Linked DNA regions of Mus musculus: region 2 is linked to region 1. Evidence: chromatin contacts called from public HiChIP or PLAC-seq data. All regions are on one chromosome and are shown on one strand. Each heading gives the region's core, a stretch centred on a gene start, on an enhancer-like site or on the middle of the called end of the contact. The rest is flanking DNA. Distances are from core to core; before and after follow the strand shown.

Region 1 (3,611 bases), core at 444-2,943:
GCTAAATCTCTGGTGAACAACTGAATGTGTGGCCTTGACCTTCCTCCTGCTACAAGAGAGTATAAAATGGATACTACGATAATGAAAGATTCCAGAGGAGATATTATAAATTAAGGGAAAGGTCACATTCAAGATTAGACAGAGGAGGCTTTGGTGGAGTTAACAGGAAGCTGTCTCCCCAGGAGACAGCCTGTTAGACCAGCCTGTGACAGGACAAAGCTGCAGCCGTGACAGCACGGCCAGGAAGCATCACTAACAAACAGCTGGGCATTTCTATTTGAATTTTGAGACATTATGGCAGGTCAACATGTCCCAAAGCAAGCTCAGCTTGAAAAAAAATCTGTACTCTTAAATATCTCCCAGGATCTTCAGTTTGGCACGATTTCGGATTTCTCTCCCTTTAACGTTCACCCCAGTTAATAAATGAACTACCCACAGGGGATTCTGACATCATTGGTACCTCAGTTCTAAGTCCTGACCTGGAAAACCCCTGGGTATTCACCTGCAGCAGCTTTCCAAGCTGGTTTCCCCGTTGTTCTTTCACTTTTGCTTCCTATCCACCTCTCTCTCTCTCTCTCTCTCTCTCTCTCTCTCTCTCTCTCTCTCCCTTCTTCCCACCTTCCTCCCTCCTTCCGTCCTTGTTTGTTTTTGGATTGGTTTTGTTTGTTGTTTTTCAAGACAACAGGGTGTATCAGTGTGGCCCTGGGCTGTCCTAGATCTCACTCAGCAGACTGGCTAGCCTCAAACTCACTTTCCTCTGCCTCTCAAGCGCTGAGCGTGCACCAGCACCTCCCGTTTTCCTCTTTTACCTTTTCTTATCGTTTTTTGAACAAGTTCCATAAGAGCAATTCAGCTTTTGTTTTGCTTTCCTGTTTTGTGTTTATTTCCTATGTTTTCCTATGGGTCAAACCCAGGACCTTGGCAAAGTCAGGAAAATGTTCTACCAGAAGACACACTCCTCCCAATCCTTAAAAAAGAAAAAGAATGATAATTTAAAAGTTCAGCTCCTCCCTCTCTGACCCCTCTTTTGGAAGTCTTTCCAGGTTCTGCCTTCAACTGGCTGCAGAGAAACCTCTCTAACAGCTGAGGGTACAAACATCCATTCACACACACCCTACTGTTTTATACCAAAGATCCTGCTATCTTCCATTGCAAAGGCAATTCCTCCTCTTCTATGTAGGGAAGCCCACTCCCTTTTCATGTAGATGCCTAGTCTCTTCTGCCCCCTAGTTTGTCAGGCTAGTGAACTGCCTTTCCTTTTCCTGTCTCTGTTGAAGGTCCTTCTCGCTCTATAACCCCATGGGGGTCAAGGTAGGCATGGAATTTTTCTTTGTGGGTGGAACCTAGACATGGAGGTTTGTAGAGAAGAAACTGGTGTTGAAAATTTTTAGACATCAAAGGACATTCTGACGCTAGAGCTTTGGAAACTGAGCCCGAGACAGCCTGACCTTACTCCCTTTCTAAAGCCCTTACTTTTCTTTATTGCTCAACCTGGTAAGTAATCATGGCGTTCCTATCCTGAAGCCCAGGAGAAGCAGGAAGTCTATTTGATGCTTCCACAAGCAACTTCAGCCTCTCTGGTGAGAGACATAAAGGACCTTAGAAAATTTACACAGAGGGAAACTCCAAGAAAGTGAGTCATGCGAGCATAATGAAGAGAAAATAAAGAGAATATAGTTGACCATGGGTATTCCCAGTCACTTCGCAGAGACAGGGTGACTAACTCTCAGTGACTCACCCTAATAGCCTCCAGATGGTCCAGACTAATGTGAAATTTCTGTAGAACTGATAACTCGGGTATCCCTACAACTGGAAAGTGTATTGGCATCAGGAGTATTCTTTGTCAGAAACATAGACACATTTGTGTCTTTAACATAAATATCAGAGATTCCTGAATAGCAATAAATTCACAAATTGTGCTGGTTTCGCAGGTTTCAACTTACCAGGTAATCAATTACTCTAACCCTTGACAGTGTGGCTATCCACAATCATACTTTCTTCTTTTTCAATCTTAATTCCTAACATCAACGCTAAGATCATGTATTCCACCTTGCACACACTATAGAATGGCAGTGCCTTACTGGCTTGGAGAAGTTGGAGAATCAAACCAAATCAGCAGAGACCAAAGGCTGAGGTCTGTGATGGAGACAAAGAACCATTAGTGTAGGCACATGTCCAGGTCTAAGAAGGAGGTCTGATGGATAGATGTTAGAGTGAACTAAGTCAGGCAGTGGGAACTACTAAACTCAAGCAGCAGAGGCAGGAATTCTCTGCCTGTCAGTTCTTTGACCACATACATCACATAGGGTGGTCACATGACAGATTGTTGGTTCCATCTTTATTACAGTTTTATTGCTTTGCTTTCTATTGCTGTGACGAACAGCATGACAAAAAGCAGTTTGGAAAGGAAAGGGTTTATTTCAGCTTGCAGTTTATAGTCAGTTGCTGGTAGAAGCATGGCAGGAACTAGACATGTGGGCCATGGAGGAGCATTGCTGTATTCATTACTTTTCTATTTCTATAAAATATCATGGCCAGGCAATTTATAAAAGAAAGTGTTCAGATGAACTTACAGTTCTAGGGGATTAGAGTTCATGTTGGTACGGTGAGTATATGGCAGTAGAATCAGTGGAGAGGTAGATCTATCTGCAAGCCCTTCCCCATGACACACCTCCTCGAACAAAGCCACACCTCCCAATCCTTCCCATACAGTTCCACCAAACGGAGATGAAGCATTTAAATTTACAAGCCTATGGAGGCATTCTTATTCAAACCATCACAACTTCTTACTGGCTTGACCCTCATGGCTTGCTCAGCCTGCTTTATTATATAACCCAGTACCATCTACCTTGGGTGACATTGCCCACCATGCCTTCCTACATAAATCATTAGTTAAGACAATATTCTGTAGACTTTCCTACAGTCCAATTTTATAGAAGTGTTTTCATAATTAAGATCCCTTCCCCAGATATGTGTAGGTGTGTAAGCAGATGGCAAAACCAACCAGCCCAGCTGTGTGTGCTGGATGTCTTTTCTTTCATGGACTCTTCTTAAGGTTGTTGACCTCTTTGTTGGTCTGGTGTGTTTGGTAAGTTCACATGATTATCTCATGTGGTTTTAATATGTCCATGTATCCATGTGTTTCTGATGTACTTTGTTAAGCTTATAGGCAGTATCCTTTTATTTGCAGGAAGAAGTTATCAGTTATTAGTTCCTTATGGTTGCTGCTGGACAGATGGTGTCCACATGCACAAATGAGATGCACAGTCATTCTCTCTCAACATGAAGCCAAACTCTACTTAATAAGATGGAGTCACTGAGGGCAAGGCACAGTGTTATAGTCATAGTCTCAAACACCTTAGAGAAAGACAGTAACTTGGAGCAGGGCACAGCCTGGTCTGCACAGTTGGGTAGTGACCCTCTCAAAATATACCCTCTTCTAATAGTTGGGACTTGAGGCTATGATAGTTTTTTTGTTTTTGTTTGTTTATTGTTGTTGTTTTGGTTTGTTTGTTTTTTTTTAAAAAAAGGATTGTTGAAGATGTAATTAAGCTAAAACCGTTTGAGGCAAGTATAGAAAACGGCATAGAACACACCTCTCTTATAACAAT
Region 2 (3,611 bases), core at 296-2,795, 110 kb after region 1:
ACACCTCAGCTCCTCCTTGGTTAAACCTCTCTGGAAGCAGACACATCCAAGGGACACACAACTCCCAGGTCATTCCAAGCCCAGTCAAAATGACCCTGAAGATAAACCCCAGCAGACTACATTCTGGCTATGGGAAAGAACATCATCTAACCAAGGCAGGACAGCCAGGGCTACACAGAGAAACCCTGTCTCGAAAAGAAAAAAAAAAAGGAATATCTGATTTACATTTTAAAAGACCAATCTGGTTGCTACAGTGGCAAGTGAAGCCCCTCTTTGGGGAAAGGTGGCAGTAAGAAACTGCCGACAAGATATTTTGGGTATCCAGGTGAAAGCTGATGAATGGTGGCTTGTCCCCGAGAGGAGCTGCAAAGATGGCGAGGAAGCGACAGATGCAGACTATTTTGGAGGTAAGCCAACAAGAATTGGAAGGGGATGGAAGATACTATTTCTAAATAAAGAATACAACAGTTCCTATCTTTAGTTCAAAAGCCTTTTATGTCAAATGATATAGCAGCTAATAGATCCACTCTAAAAATATACTTAATGTACATTTATGCTAATATTAAAGTTCTTTAGGCCTTTAAAGTTTTTCTATCATAAAAATAGTGCATGCTTATGAAAGAAAAATTCCAGATACAGAAAAACAAAAGTTAGAATATTATATATATATATATATATATATATGATACAAGTTTTTTTTTCTGAAAAATTATGGTTTGATCTTGCATTGTGAGGGCGCCAAATCAAATTCCTTTCTCTTTCTCTGTCCCTGTCCCTCCTCTCCCTCTGTCTGTCTGTGTGTGTCTCTCTCTGTCTCTGTCTCTCTCTGTCTCTGTCTCTCTGTCTCTCTGTCTCTCTCTGTCTCTCCCCCCCCTTCTGTCTCTGTTTTTTTTTTCTCTCTCTCTCTCTCTCTCATTTGAAAAACTGCAGTTTAACCACAGCAACACAATAGCTTCCTGTAGATCTATTTTGTGTATCAGAGATACCTTCCCGGGGGGCAGACTGGGGCTAGTGGAGTTCCACCTCTCCCAGACCTTAACTTAAGAACTTCACTGGCCTGCTACACAAATCTATATCTATTCCTGTTTTGATGGGGAGGAGGAGGAGGAGGAGGAGGAGGAGGAGGAGGAGGAGGAGGAGGAGGAGGAGGAGGAGGAACCCCAGTTATTGACAGCAACATTTGCCTGAGCAAGGATGAATAATTCAGGTCAGTGGGGGAGCTAGTTGGAAAACCTTTTAAAAGGGCAGTCAAGCCTGTGTTTAGAATCCAGCTGATGTGTGGCCTGTTTCTGTAGGAGGGCCCTTGAGTTCTGTTATTTTTAATGCATTTGCCCTATACCCCTCCGCAAACTCACCCATGCACTAGGTTCCCTATTTGACCTTGTCAATTTAAAACTTAGGATGCGGTCGATTGCTGCACGGGATTGGCGAGAGTGAGTGGTTAGGGGACACAGCAGGGGCACGGGACCCTAAGGTCCTGCGCAGAGAGAAGAGCCGAAGGCTAGGCTGGTCTTTCAGCAGCGTCCCATCCCAGGCTGGTGAGGTAGCGCGAGCCAGTGAGCTGTAAAGTGGCAGGAACCTCCGCGCAGCATCCTCTCCCCTGCCGCGCGCAGTAATGGATCTCTGCGTCCTAAAAGAGGAAGATAATACCGGGTTTAGCTTATAAATAGATGGTTGTATGCTCTCCCTGCGAAGCATTGATTGAGACAGCCAAGCTGACTATTGATCTAATTTTAACTTACATTTTAGCCCTCACGCTCCCGCCTTCCTGTCAGTGCTCCGGTGAGTGACCGGCATTAGCCAGTGAAACCGCTAGAGGGCGAGCCGCTTGCCTCCTGGGCTCTATGGGTCTGGCCTCTATTTATGCAGACTAAACAATGCTAGCCTTCATCGAATCTGAAAGATAGGAGTTTGCTTTTCTCGCGCTGGGATGACCTCATCACTGATGAAAGTCAGAGAAAAGCATAGAATTGGACGACTGGCAGCAGAGAGAGATAAAGCTTGCAGTTAACCTCCTCCCACTCCACCACTTCCACAGAACACCAGGCATGTGCTTCCTACCCAAACCTGGTGAAACAGTGAGGGCAGACGAAGGGAATGAGAAGTTCTCGCAGTTGTCACTCCTGTGAAACAATCACGGTGTAAAAAGTTCATACTGCCTATGCCCTGCCTTTACTGAGATGTCACTAAATGCCAGTACGAGGCCGACCTCCAGGCAAGTGACTTAATTTAAAAATATATTATTTCAGGCCAGCCTAGGCTAGAAACTGAGACCCTGTCTCAAAACAGCCAAAACAAACAAAACACTATATATGTGTGTGTATTCATTATTTCTAAACATAATTCATATTGTCAAGGTTTAATGAATACCAGCAATTTCATACTAGTGGTTTATGTAGCTCAAATCTTGTGGTATTAATAGGGTTGGGAATTGAAGCCCACCACTTTCTCGTTCATTACCTTTTGAATCATGGAGTATTGGATACAATGTGTGGGGGTGCCAGCTATGATCAGGTTAGGCTGATCTAGATCAGGCTAGCCTATGGGCATGCCTGGAGGGGCTTTTTTCCTACTTAGGTTAAATGGAAAGACCCAGCTCGGTGTACACAGTACTATTCTCTGGCATTTGGGTCCTAGGCTGTATTAAGTAAAGCAAGGAAAAAACCCCACCAGAAACAGAATGCATACCTCTCCAGACGTTCCCACCTCGCCCTGAGCTTCCTCAGCATTTAGACCTGCCTTTCCTGATTGAATAAAACATTATTCGTAAGAGCTAGTGGCTGCCAAGCATCTGTTTCAGGTCAGGCATTGTGCTTGCCATTATAATTACATTCATTACCTCATTAAATCCTCAAGAAAACCTATCAGATTCTATTATTAACTCATTTTAGAGCTTAAGAAGCAGGCTACAGTCTTTGCCTAAAGTGGAGTACCTAGAAAGGGACAGAATCCTTGTTGATTCTGTGAGGGATTGCCTAGATCAGGCTAGCCTGTGGGCATGCCTAGGAGGGGCTTTTTTCTTTCTTAGATTAATTGGTGTGGAAAGACCCAGCCAACCGGCCCGCTGTATGCAGTGTCTCTGGGGTTGAGTCCTGGGCTGTATTAGAGTAAAGCAAGCAAGCACAGGTGAATTTATTTCTCTCTGCTCTAGACTGCGGATGTGCTCCGACTAGTTGCTTCAAGCTCCTGCCAGTGTGACTTCCCCCCAAAATAATGGACTATAAGCTGGAATTGTGAGCTAAAATAGGCCCTTTCTCCCATAAGTTGTTTTTTTATATCGGGATATTTTATCCCAGCACCAGAAACGGAAGTAGGACAACCATCATGTTGCTAGGTAGCCGGTTAGATATTAGCAGGATGAGAGGACATTCAGGCTGGGCTACCTTCTCAGAATCAGCAACGTGGAAAAGCAAAGAACTGGAGCTTCCTCACCACATCTCTGGCCCTGGTGCGATGCTCTGAAATGCCAGGATATGATTAATGGGTAACCGTGAAAACCTGGCTCAGGAACTCTAAACCTTATAAGGTTACTGTATAGCAGGAAACCTTCTGATAAAGAGCAAGTCGCCACATAAACAGTCACAGAGGCACACACCTATGATCCAGTTCTC

What was found. HiChIP or PLAC-seq counts read pairs in DNA pulled down with a chosen protein or histone mark.
Region 2: an HNF4G HiChIP or PLAC-seq map of pancreatic cancer cells shows a contact between it and region 1. The contact joins two enhancer-like sites. A contact is called at or near these places in 17 of 484 Hi-C or Micro-C datasets (the C10 cell line, CD8 central memory T cells, the CH12 cell line and 13 more), 4 of 115 datasets of contacts at active chromatin or transcription factors (CD8 T cells, effector CD8 T cells, fibro-adipogenic progenitors and 1 more) and 1 of 9 other capture datasets (embryonic stem cells).

Annotation. Positions count from the first base shown.
Region 1 is chr16:49,937,453-49,941,063 of GRCm38.p6, forward strand. It overlaps Gm5486. Among named protein-coding and RNA genes, the nearest start is that of Gm19723, 17 kb to the right of the region's middle. Within about 2 kb of position 1,694, at least 62 of the 459 cell types and tissues checked have an H3K27ac peak or open chromatin away from gene starts, as enhancers often do. A contact at or near this core is called in bone marrow-derived macrophages, female germline stem cells and pancreatic cancer cells, where this site is marked.
Region 2 is chr16:50,044,411-50,048,021 of GRCm38.p6, forward strand. Gm4827 (predicted gene 4827) reads right to left here. Exons shown (of 4, transcript NR_045935.1): 2 at 1,356-1,630. Among named protein-coding and RNA genes, the nearest start is that of Gm32101, 3.4 kb to the right of the region's middle. Within about 2 kb of position 1,546, at least 139 of the 459 cell types and tissues checked have an H3K27ac peak or open chromatin away from gene starts, as enhancers often do. A contact at or near this core is called in bone marrow-derived macrophages, female germline stem cells and pancreatic cancer cells, where this site is marked.